Linked DNA regions of Hordeum vulgare: region 1 is linked to region 2. The links are chromatin contacts, called in public Hi-C maps. All regions are on one chromosome and are shown on one strand. Each heading gives the region's core, a stretch centred on a gene start, on an enhancer-like site or on the middle of the called end of the contact. The rest is flanking DNA. Distances are from core to core; before and after follow the strand shown.

Region 1 (6,542 bases), core at 466-2,965, 53 kb after region 2:
TTACTGTCTTGTACACATTCCATTTTGCTTACCTGATGTTAAGTGTAATTGATGAGTATGCATGACTGCGTGTGTACACGTGCGCAGGTCCCACTTCATATTGTTCATCATTAGAATCGATCAAGGACAAGTTGAAGTCTGGGACCCGTTAACCTGGGACGCTGACACATGGAAGAGCGCGCGTCAGATGCTTCAAAGGTATATATATATCGGCCTCTTTCGTTCATCGGCCTCTTTTTCGTTCATTTCCTGATATCAAGTAAGTAATAATTAACTCTTGTATTCATTTTTCTTTGTCGGCCAGGGTTTGACAAATGTTCATCAAGGAAGAACCCGGTACATGGGCAGACAAGCACCACTTTCAGATTAACAAAGTAAGTAGTACTACGTACCCTGCTTTCAATACCATTACCATTCTCTTGATTATTATTAATTTGACTGAATTATGTTCTCGTATATAGGACGTCCCGCAACAACCACCGGGCACTGATTATTGTGGACACTACGTTTGCGAGTACATTCACAGGATTATCAATGAGAAATCCCGTACTTCCAGAAATCTAGAGGTACGTAACCGGATCTTCACAACTTTATTTATGTTGCCATCAATTATGTTTAGTTTTGTTCATAACTTAATTGTTTTCATCTACTTCTTTTAAAGCTGCGACGAAAGCGGGCGATGCTCAGACCAATCCAACGTTGAAAGGCTGTTGCAGAGGAATTGGCAGGATTTTTCCTCACGCAAGTCATAGATGAAGGCGGAGAATTTTTCCATCCTATGAACCAATAGCCAGCTCCCTTCTCTATGCAAGTATGCAGCTATAGGAAACGAACTTCAAATTATGTAATGATAATCGGTCGAGTACTTCGTGTTACATGTATATATGTACTTTTATTTGGTGCATCAACATTTAACCGCAAACACGGAATCGGAAACACTTAACCGCAAACACGGAATCGGTGTTTCCGGATACGTGTTTCCGATTACGTGTTCGTAAAAAACGGAACACGGACACACGGAATCGGAAACACGGAATTGGAAATACGGAATCGGAAAGACGTAAACGGAAATACGGAACCGGAAACACGTAAACGGAAACCCTGAAAATACGGAACACGGAAACACCGAAATACGGAATCGGAAACCCTGAAAAGAAAAGGAAAAAAAAAAGCATTAGGACTGGTTGGTGTTACCAACCGGTTCTAAAGGTCCTCCGCCTGCGCGCACTCTTCGGCACCCACGTGGAGACCTTTAGCACCGGTTTGTAAGAGACCGGTGCTAAGGGGGGGGGGGAGCCTTTAGTCCCGGATACGTAGCATCGGATGTGTATCCGGGTCCAAAGGCCCTTACCAATCGGTTCTAATACCCCTTTCTCCACTAGTGTTTCCTCTTCTCTCTTTTGCAAGCAACATAAATATATTATTTTTAATCTTACAATCCATCTACGTCATCTTATGATACTTGCTCTTACGAGTTGGCAACACAACATATGCACTCCGAGACCGATCTTTTGTTCTAGCACGTCAACAGAGGCAGCGGCACAACACTTTGACAGAACTGCAGTGCAGTGCCGTCCGGTGCACACCCTCGTAGCACGCACCACGGTGCAAATAGATAGATTCCTCCATGCCTTCTTGCCAAAGCATCAGTTTCCAAGTACGCAAAAGTGTGTACCTTCGATTCCTTTTTAGAAAGGAATCAAGCAGTGAGTGTAACCATCACAGTTAGGTGCGTACGGCCAAAGGTAGTAATTAGGGTTAGTTCTAGGCCAGGTTCACAGGCACATACGGGGAACAGTTTAGTATTCCTGGTGACACCATATAGCTACTGGTTAACCGTTTTTTAGGTGATAGCTAGCTTCTAGCTAAGTCGTTTCTAGTAGTAGAAAATAAATAAATAATAGGTAGAGTAGCTATCAAAGGCAACTTACTAAGGTTGATTGGGAAAACTAACTCTCTTCTTGCCAAGCAACTTTCTTTGCTTTTTGGTCTCCCTTACCTTACCAGTTTTGTTTTCAGGAAACACAATACAAACGTAGATGCTCACAAATGAAGGCTGTTCCTTCTTGTAGTAAACAAAAAAGATTTGGCTTATTCTTTCTATGACAGACATCCACCAACCAAAGTACCGACACTTTTGGTTTTGCATGGGCTGATCAAAATTTGTTAGCAGAAAGGGGTGTAGACCCATTAGGCTGAACGGGGCAAGTTGAAGCCGAAAACAAGGTCACAAAATATCGGTTGCTTGAGCCGATAGAATTTTGCCAGCAAAAAGGTGTGTATGCACATTTGACTGAATGAGGTAACCTGAAGCCACAAAACAAGGTCACGGATTTTTGATTGCTTTAGCCGATCAACTTTTGCTAGAAGAAAGAGGTGTAGACCCATTAGACCGAACGAGGTAAGCTGAAACCGCAAAACAAAGTCACGAAATAAATATAGGTTGTTTGATCAGTCGATCAACTTTTGATAGCAGGAAGGGGTTTAGATTGATTAGAATGAATGGGGTAAGTTGAAGCCACAAAAAGAGTGATCGAATTTTGCTAGCAGAAAGGGGTTAAGTTGTAGCCGCAGAACAAGGTCAGGAAATATCGATTGCTTGAGCCGATCAAAATTTGCTGGCAGAAAGGGGTGTGGTCCCGGCCCATTTGATTAAATGTGGTAAGTTGCAGCCGCAAAACAAGGTGAGGAAATATCGGTTACTTGAGTCGATCAAATTTTGCTACATAAAGTGGTGTAGACCCATTAGACTGAATGAGATAAGTTGAAGCCGCACAACAAAGTCACGAAATATTGGTTGTATGAGTCGTGAAAGTTCTATAGCAGAAAGGGGTGTAGATCCATTAGACTGAATGAGGTAAGCTCAAGTTGTAAAAGGGATCATGAAATATCAGTTGCTTGAGCCAATCAAATTTTGCTAGCAGAAAAGGAGTGTAGACTCGTTAGACCGAATGAGGTAAGATGACTCCTCAAACCAAGGTCATGAAATATCGGTTGCTTGAGTCGATCAAATTTTGCTAGCAAAAAAGGGGGCAGATCCATTAGACTGGATGAGGTATGTTGAAGCCGCATAACAAGTTCAGGAAGCATATGTTACAATGCAAGTAGATGGAGTCAATAAAGGATCAGTTAAGCATCGTCCCCGATCGGCTAAGGAACGCCGCGTCCTATGCCAAAATCAAAGCGCTGGCTAGCAGCCGTCGTCCCAGTTAGAGCAAGTACAATAAACTACAATCAGCAGGATGTAAGAATTAAAATATTATATTTTTGCTGAGTTGGATGAGAGAGAAGAGGAGAGAGAAGGAAAGCGGGCTCTTCGTGAAGAGTCAGCTCTAGCACGTGCTCTTAGGTGCTTTGTGAGAATGAAAGATGGGTCATATATGATAAAAGTGGTACTCTTTTATAGCTACTTATTGTACAAGCTAGCTATAAGATGAGTTATAAAATGTCTTATAACCAGCAGTTGGCTATACTATTAAGAGCAAGTACAATAAGGTACAGTCAGCAGGCTGTAAGAATTAAAATACTATATTTTTGCTGAGTTGGATGAGAGAGAAGAGGAGAGAGAAAGGAAGCGGCCTCTTCGTGAAGAGCCAGCTCTAGCACGTGCTCCTAGGTGCTTTGTGAGAATGAAAGCTGGGCCATATATGATAATAGTAGTACTCTTTTATAATTAACTATTGTACAAGCTAGCTGTAAGATGAGCTATAAGATGGCTTATAACCAGCAGTTGGCTATACTATTAACCATGCTCTAACCATGCTCTTAGGTGGGCAGAGCAGCCGTGTCCTTCTTGTCATCCCCCATTTTTTTGGATTAGATTTAGAATTTACTAGCCAGAGATTACGATTTTACACTTAGTGCCTAGGTACTGCCTAATTTTCAGCGACCGTCCTCCAAGATAGTTAAGTTGGAGTATTAGTTAATTTTATCCAATGCTGTCTTCGTTCCTAAATATAAGTCTTTCTAGAGATTTTATCATAAACTACATATGGTGTAAAATAAGTGAATTCATCCTCTAAAATATGTCTATATACATTTGTACGTAATTCATAGTGAAATCTCTAAAAAGATTTATATTTATGAGCGGAGGGAGTAGATTAGAATGAATGGACGGTTCTACTAGTTTCAAGGAACAGTAAAAGCATCTCCAACAGCAGCACAAAAATATCGGGCCTAATAAAAAAAAATTAACGCGTCATTATAGCAATTTTAAAGCGCGGGACCGGAGTATCTCCAACAGACGCGCGCTAGTAGGACGCCCAATCCAGCCCAATCTAGCGACCCCATCGGCAGCAGCACAGAGTTTGCTGCGCGCGCAAGCCGGCGCACCAAATATGATGCGCGCGATAGCGTTTTTTAGCATGCACCCAAATTTTTTTAACGCGCCCACTGTTTTCAGCGTTTGTTGGAGTTGTCCGACGCCCAAATAACGAATCTTTTAATGCGCGGAGCATTTTTTGAATGAGGTATGTTGAAGACGCATAACAAGGTCAGGGAGCATATATTACAATGCCAGTAGATGGAGTCCATCAAAATAGCGACCAGTGTACAACTCGATTGCATAATGTACCGATCAAAGGAAATGCTGTGAAGGCCATGGACGGAGGAGAACTCTACTTATGATCGTTAATACTAGTTACAGTTCCTTCATAATATATTTGTACCATTAATCATATAATACAATTCACTAGGAGTATAGCATGTCAGTTTATTTTTCATTAAGACCGTGTGGTACACTTGAGCACGAGCATACGCAACATCCCCACCACCCACCACCCACCACGCACACCAACTTTAGTCAACTGTAGTACATGAACAATCAAAAGCTTCCATTATCTTGAAAAAACTAATATGTACCTATAATTCTCTAATAAATATGATTATAGTTTTCTTTTCCAAACGTTTTATTCGTTTGAGCACGAGCTGGGCCACATTTCTTTGCATCAATCTTATCAGTCATACTCCTAGTGTTACTACTATTAGTATAGTCAAATTAATACAGCTATACTATTATTCAAGTGTAAAACAGACTCAGCAAAAATAATCTATCCACCACTTGCCGGCTCAGCACAGGAGAGCACAACACACGAGATATGTTCGTTCGATCCATCACATCATCTGTCAAAGTCGAGGTCACACACAAGAACTTCATGAATGCAAAGAAATGTGACATAACAAGCATTCGTGAACTTTAAAACATGTTAGCTCATTTCTAAAAAATGTTACTGCTTTCTCTTTCTGCACAAATTCAATTTCCTTTTGTGTTCTTAAAAAAAATTGGAATTTTGAAATTATTTTATCATTTCCTAAAAACTGTCCGTTATTTAAAAAAATCATATTTGAAAAAAATGTCCGGAAATCCAACAATTTTTCACATGGTATGAATAATGATTCGGATATTAAAAAACTGTGACACATTTTCAAGTAATCATTTTGCCATTTTGTAAATTATTTGTGTTTTGGAAAACACCGAAGTGTTGAACTCCGAAAACATTTTATCGGGGAAAACAAATATTGAAAACATAAATAATTTTGGAAATATCCGCACATTTTAGAAAGTATGATCACTTTTTGAAAATTCTGTATACATTAAAAAATGACTACCTTTTAAAAAACAATCAATTTTGAAAAAACAAGCAGTTTTTTAAACCGGAACAAAAAAATTAAAGTGCAAACAAAAAAATAATGGGAACAAAATGAGAAACCTGAACAAATGTGCAAAGAAATGTCTGTGACATCTAAAAACTATTACGAGTTTAGAAAAATATATGTGGCACTTAGAAAATGTATGCAAAATGTATATAATATTCGTGTGATTTAAAAAAATGTTTCATCCATTCAAAAAAGTGTAACATTTCAAGAATGTTCACAAGTTTCAAAAAATGTGCTTGTGACATTTTCAGAAAGAAGTGTATGCAATGTAAAAAAAGTTTGTGTGATGTAAGAAATGTGACATACCCTTAACACAATATACGTGACATGCATTTGGAATTTTTTTATAGAATTTTAAAAACGTGTAACAAGGTAAAACATGTTCATGTGGTTTTATAAAATGTTTATTATTGTAAAAAATGTAAAACATGTATTTGGAAAAATATTACCGTGTGAAAGAAACAATACGACGAAGGAAAACAATATTAAGATAATCAAGAAAGAAACAAAAGAAACCAAAAGTATAACAAAGAAAGAAAAAACAGATAAAACAAGTGAAAAAACAAAGTATAATGAATGGAAAAAAAAAACCAGCACGAGAGTCTGCGCAATGGGCCGGCTCAATTTGTAAATACCGGCTAAATCCTTAAAATAGATTGGGATCATAAAATTTGATGTGCTGATTTCAGGGATTGAGAGTTTAAGATTTAATTAAACTTTCGTCTATAAATTCAAGGTTTGTAAGTAGTCAGGCCATGTTGTCGAAGACCCTCTGGTCGGAGCCTCCACCAAGTTCTTTCACGTGCTCCTGGCTGCCAACCACGTCCTCTGTGTTGAAACAACCCAGGAGGAGTAGGAAGACTCACGTACACAATCTTAAGGAAGAA
Region 2 (6,515 bases), core at 1,311-3,810:
CGTATACCAACCTTGTATTGTACACAAAACACTTTTATTTCGGTACACTTTTGCTCGGTCGCTCTTGCTGGTGCGAACCAAACGTTTACTCGTGCTCCTCCCCAGAGCGGAAGATCACTAGATATCAACGTTGCTCAGAAAAGCTCATCATGGTGGGAGCAATTGTATGACTTATGAGAGCTTCCATTATTTGAACACAAAAACCCTACTATATGACTATAATTCTACTCCCTCTATCCGGAATGAAGCGTATGTATCTACACACAAAAACACATGTCTAGCTACACTCATTTTTATGACCGATAATTCAAGACGGATGTTGTATCAAAATAAATAAATAACAATTTCGCTATTTTTCATGCACCTGGATTTTGTTGTTGCGATTAGTTACTTTTTCTCCTTCCCGAGCACGCGAGATGGGGAGGCTTGATCTCGCCCGAGAATAAGTATCCACACTATCTATCTTAAGGATGTGGAGGTCTAGGTTCTCAGGGGGGTGGCCGGAGTTATTCGCTGATGCTGAGCTTAGAGCAAGTCTAGTAGAGCCCTCAAACCCTCAAAACCTTAAAAATAACCGCTTTTTTACAGTTTTCGTCGAAAAAACGGCGTAGACTAGAACCCTTAAATCCTTAAAGCCGTAAAAAAAATAAAGGTCCAACCCTCAAACGCCATCGCAGCCTGTAGAAGTGAGGATTGGGGGGAGAAACTCCCCCCAACCTGCACTCCTCTTCTTCTCCAGCGCGGGAGGGAAGTTTCAGCTCCCTCCCCTCGATCCGCCGCCGCCGCTCCGCTCCGGCCGCCCCGGCCACCCATCCGCCGCCCCGGCCGCCCCTCCGCCGCCCCGCCCCGGCCGCCCTCCGCCGCCGCCGCCCCGCCCCAGCTGCCCCGTCCGCCGCGCCGCCCCGCCGCAGCCCCGGCCGCCCTCCGCAGCGCCGCCCCGTCCCCGCCGGCCCTCAGCAGCGCCGCCGCCCCGGCCGGCCCTCCGCAGCCCGGGCCTCCCCTCCGCCGCCGCCGGCCGGCACTCCGCAGCCCCGGTCGGCCCTCCGCAGCGCCGCCCCGTCCCGGCCACCCCTCCCAGCGCCGCCGCCCCGGCCGCCCCTCCGCAGCACCGAAGATTGAGGTTTACATTTTTGCTTTTTTGCTTCATTTTTACATTTTTGCTTCATTGGCACTCACAATTGTTGCCACTCACATCGTGTGCAACCGGAAAGAAACCCTTCTCGCATACACGCCTTTCTTCAAGCACATCGTGAGATTGAGGATGCAACCACTCATGGTCGTCTCCGGGATGATCTAGTAGAGCACCACTGGCAGTTGGATGGGCGGCGTATAGGCCCATGATGTATCTTTGTTTTACTTTTCTATGTCCTATTTGATTCGAACAATTGTTGTAATTTGCTCAAACATTGTTTTATGTTGTAATTTGCTCAAACATTGTTGGAATAATTTGAATGATTATTTTTTTATTCGGTGGTGTAATAATAACTAGAATGATTATTGTTTTATGTCAAATGTGATTGAATTTGTGATATGTCATATGATGAAATGTGATGAAATGTGTGATATATGAAATGACAGTTTTAAGGTTTGGGGTTGGGGCAAAGACTAGAACCCTCAAACCCAACCCTTATAACGGAATATTCCGTTATAAGGGTTGGGTTTGAGGGTTCTAGTCTTTGCCGCTGTTTCTCAACCCTTAAAAGTGTCAGAAATAGGCAATTCTCAACCCTTAAAACTGATTTTACATTTAAGGATTTGAGTGTTCTACTAGAGATGCTCTTAGATAGATGGCCAGGTTTGTGGCCTACGATTGCGGTGGTGGGAAGGTTGAGTGTGGATTCAGTTATAGAAGGTTACAGGTACTAGTAATATTATTGTCCCAAGAATGCTAGCCTACGGATTTCTTTTACAGGAGGTTATGGACTGATACGTTTATTCAAATCTTTCCCTGATTTTTAGGATGGAGCCGGCCTCATCTAAGTATCAATCAAAACAATCCACCTCAGCTTTGCCTGTAAAAATCCTGTAAAACGTCCGTTCTTGTAGCAAAGCTCTTATTGTCCACCAACCCATGCAGGCGACCTCGACTTGGACAGATGGTGTGAATTGTGACGGAGAGCCAGGTCGCATGCATGCACGCACGCACAAGAATTTGGTCTCGACCGTCGGGGACGTGGTAAAGACGACGATGACGGACGTATAGTCTCTTTGACATGGACACGGGCACGACGTCGACGAATCCGGCGCGACCGCTGGCTGCCGATCGAGTGCATGCTGACGGTTACGCGCTGTAGCTTTTGCGAAGGAGGTGCGGTGCGGCCTGTGCGGTGATGCGTGGAACCTTCCTTCCTGTGTTCTCTTCTCCTCCACGTGCATCCCCACCCTGTGCCGGCGCCGCTGACCTGACCACACCCCGGCGCGCCACTACCACCGGTCGGTCGGTCGATCCATCAGCTGGCTAGCCAGCGCCGCGCGTGCGTCCTCCACTCGGGCCATGTGTGTGTGTGTATAAATAACCTGGCCACGCCCACGATGCGAGGCACATACATTCACCCGCCAGTCACCAGTCACCACCAACTCAAACGCGTCTTCAGGAGCTTTGCTGGCTTCAGCGGTGGAGACAAAGTAACAGTGAGAGTTGCTGCCATGGTGTCCAGTGAGGTCAGAATCCAGATAGCGGGGGAGCTGCACGGCCAGCCGGGATGTGCTCCGTCCCCGGAGCCGCCTCTCCTTCGCGTCCCGTCGCGGGCCGCCGGCGCTTCTTCCATGGAAGCTGCTGATCATGCCGTCGTTTCCGGTGGCAGGACCACCAAGGAAGCGGCCGCGGCTGCTTACGCTGAGACGCCGAGCTCTGTCTTGATCAGCGTCCCGGGCTCGCCGTCGGGGCTCCACCTCGCGCAGCTCGGCAAGCCGCCGTTCGTCCGCGCCAACAAGGCCGACGTGGGCTCCCCTGCCGTGCCGCCGAGCGAGCCGAAGGTCGAGCGGGTTCACCACCCGGCCGTGCCGCAGCTGCTGAAGCAGGCCCGGCACCACTCGCAGCCGTCCTTAGTGGTCAGAGTCGGCGGCGAAGTGCCGGCGGTGCCGCGGAGCGACAGCATGCGGGAGCGAGACCGGCGGTTTGACCAGTTTAAGACGTTCTCTGGCCGCCTTGAGAGGCAGCTCTCCAGCCTCCGCGGGGTGCCACAGGACACCGGCGTCGAGAAAGGTGCGGCGTCAAAGATCTCAGAGGTAGATACCGACGAGGACGATCAAGTGCCCACCGCCGACCGCTACTTCGCCGCGCTCGAAGGCCCCGAGCTCGAGACCCTTCGTGTACGTACCACATCACCGCACTCTCAGCTTCCCTTAACAAAACCATCGCTGTCACTAACGATGGCGTGAACGTGTGTAGTCGACAGAAATGGCGGTGCTACCCAAGGACGAGCTATGGCCGTTCCTGCTCCGGTTCCCGATCAGCGCCTTTGGGATGTGCCTCGGCGTGAGCAGTCAGGCCATGTTGTGGAAGACCCTCGGGTCGGAGCCATCCACGGCGTTCCTTCACGTGCACCCGGCCGCCAACCACGTCCTCTGGTGGGTCTCCGTAGCTCTCATGGTGGTTGTCTCCATCACCTACCTCCTAAAGGTCGTCTTCTACTTCGAGGCTGTCCGCCGCGAGTTCCACCACCCCGTGCGCGTCAACTTCTTCTTCGCACCTTGGATTGCCTGCCTCTTCCTTGTCAAGGGCGTGCCGCATCCGGTATGGGAGATCCACCACGCCGTATGGTACCTGCTCATGGCGCCCATCCTATGCCTCGACCTCAAGATCTATGGCCAGTGGATGTCTAGCGGCGAGCGGCGCCTCTCTAAGGTGGCCAACCCTTCCAACCACCTCGCGGTGGTCGGAAACTTCGTCGGCGCGTTGCTCGGCGCTAGGATGGGCCTCCGGGAGCTGCCAATCTTCTTCTTCGCCGTCGGGTTGGCACACTACGCCGTGCTTTTCGTCACTCTCTATCAGCGGCTCCCCACCAACGTGCAACTCCCCAAGGAGCTCCACCCGGTCTTCTTCTTATTCGTTGCTGCCCCGAGTGTTGCCTCCATGGCGTGGTCGAGGATCTCCGGTGAGTTCAGCGATGGCGCTAAGCTCCTTTACTTTGTCTCGCTCTTCCTTTACGTGTCGCTAGTGGTGCGTGTCAACCTCTTCCGGGGGTTCAAGTTCTCACTGGCATGGTGGGCGTACACATTCCCGATGACTAGCGTGGCCCTAGCGACTGTGTTGTATGCATCAAAGGTTGACAACGTGTTGACGCGGGCTATGGCTGTGGGGCTATCGGGGATCGCCGTCGTCACGGTCACCGCTGTGCTTGCAACCACCGTTTACCATGCCTTCGTGCGCGGCGACCTCTTCCCCAACGATGTGTCGATCGCCATCACCAGGCGAAGACCCAAGTTCAGCAAGATCCTCGCACACCTTCGATCATCTAGCTCTGACGCTAAGGAGCTCGTTCTCTCCATTCCAAATTCCAGTTCCAATTCCAATTCCAAGCAGGGCGTCTACTCCGACAATTCCAGGACGAGCAGCTGTGCTGGCGAGTCTCCGGTGGCACACGGGCCTGGACGATCAGAGTGTTAGAAGACTGGTGCACAACATGGTGCATGCACGCACGCCTAGCTTATGTTGATTAGTAGAACTTGTAATAGATTTCTCTATGTTTTTTCTTCATTCGTTTTTGTCTTTATGAACTTCCTGGACGTAGTTGCGGATTAGGAGTGATATCCTTGAGCAATTTAAATTGCCATGATAGTGATATAATTGCCGGAATTAACGGCCGAGCCTGTAAATTTGGTGGTCATACTCTTGTTGAACGAAATGAAGTTATTAAATTTCTTAGACTATATTCTCATCTCCAAGTACCTTCATATAACTGAAATATGGAAGAATATATCATCAAAGGTGTATCAATAAGAATGGATGCCCTGGTGTGTTGCATTTTAGATGTGAGATTTTAAGAAATTAAAGACAGAAGCTAATTTGCAAAATAATTTTGTGTGTGTGACGTGACATGACATTACCTCATTGCTCAAAACTAAGGTTACCGTTGATGGTGGCACCCTCAGACTTACCTTTGCTTAAAAAAACATACCAAAAAGGCTTTCATCCCGCTTTATATGTAAAAGAACAACCAACTTAAAACCAGTGATACAACATATTACACGCACCCAAAGCAATATATATGGTGCTAAGAACCAGCCAACATGCCCAAAATAACTCAAAGTAAACAGCAGACATACACTAGGGCCTCACTATGAAGTGGAGGGACGACTCAACCGGGACACAAGCCATCAAGAAGAGACTAAGCTGCAAGACCTTGATCTATGAGCCCCAAGGCGGTATCTTCAAGAAGGATTCATCATTGGAGTGCCGCCACTACCCAATCCAAAGGATCAAGATTTTCATCCACGGCATCTTGGAGGACACGAAGCAACCACAATGGAGCCTTCAAGAAGATGACGCGACATCCACGGGCGACGCCTCTGTTGTTCTCGACATGCCAGGCAGGGCTTTCACCCAGGTAAGCACACATCATCTCCAATCAGGTTGCGGCCAGTCCTGTGGATGGATGCCGCGTCCCAGCCATCGATCAACAAGCACAACAACCACCAAGAAATCTTCGCGCCACGTGAAATCGACGTGTCACCGCTCCCTGCATCGATGCAGACCAAACTGGGGAAGTGTGTTGCCCTATTGCCGCCGACGCTGGTCGGACTTCCCTGCTCGCTTGCAGCATCATGGGTGAGGGGAGGGGGCGAATCCGACAGCTAGCCACCGACCCCATCACTCGCGGGAGTGGACGGGGCGAGTCCGACAGCTAGCCACACACCCCATCGCTCACGGGAGGGGAGGGAAGGGAGCGAGTCCGGCCGCTAGCCATCCACCCCATCACTCACGGTAGGGGAGGGAAGGGAGCGGACGGATATATTCACTCCCCCTGGTCCGTTGTATGGAAGGGCACGAGCAGGAGCACGTGGGTGCATGCACTTGTGTTGTCGGAGATTGGGTTGGACCAAAAGGTTGTAGCTCGCGAGCTTAATGAGGATACTACAGCCCGGCTTGTTAAGCTCCTCGCTTTCTAATGAACAGAGCCAATCATTGATTTCAACTCGTTAATCTTAACGAGCTAACGAGTTTGATGAGTAGCTTGTTAGGCTTGTTAGTCCATCACAACACATATTTTCTTCTGCGTTAGAACATTTCGTAGCATCTGAGCTCATCTAATTAGTATAATTGACCAAATGTAATACATATAAGGTTGTAAACTAGTGCTCCTAATCCTGTTGTCACCATCTTATTTTGTAAAAACCACACCTACACTCTCTCTCTCTCTCTGTAGATTTGAACACACCATAGTATGTTAACAAGCACTCGTGAGCACTCAGCAGCATAACAAGCTTCAACACAAACAAAGTTCTATGCTTGTTAAGCTTAAGAAGCCGAGCCTTAATTATCAAGCGGGAGCGAGCTTAACGAGCCAAGCAGC

What was found. Hi-C and Micro-C count contacts between places; a contact is called where the count stands out from the background.
Region 1: a Hi-C map of leaf shows a contact between it and region 2, with 3 times the contacts expected there. The contact joins the enhancer-like site here to the promoter of LOC123452058 in region 2. A contact is called at or near these places in 2 of 6 Hi-C or Micro-C datasets (both in leaf).

Annotation. Positions count from the first base shown.
Region 1 is chr1H:509,992,381-509,998,922 of MorexV3_pseudomolecules_assembly, forward strand. It overlaps the pseudogene LOC123402831. Among protein-coding and RNA genes, the nearest start is that of LOC123452069, 13 kb to the right of the region's middle. Within about 2 kb of position 1,716, at least 1 of the 3 cell types and tissues checked has open chromatin away from gene starts, as enhancers often do. A contact at or near this core is called in leaf, where this site is marked.
Region 2 is chr1H:509,938,192-509,944,706 of MorexV3_pseudomolecules_assembly, forward strand. It overlaps LOC123452058 (S-type anion channel SLAH2-like), which reads left to right and starts at 2,561. Exons shown (of 2, transcript XM_045128636.1): 1 at 2,561-3,312; 2 at 3,392-4,867. The coding sequence starts at 2,647. The coding sequence ends at 4,609.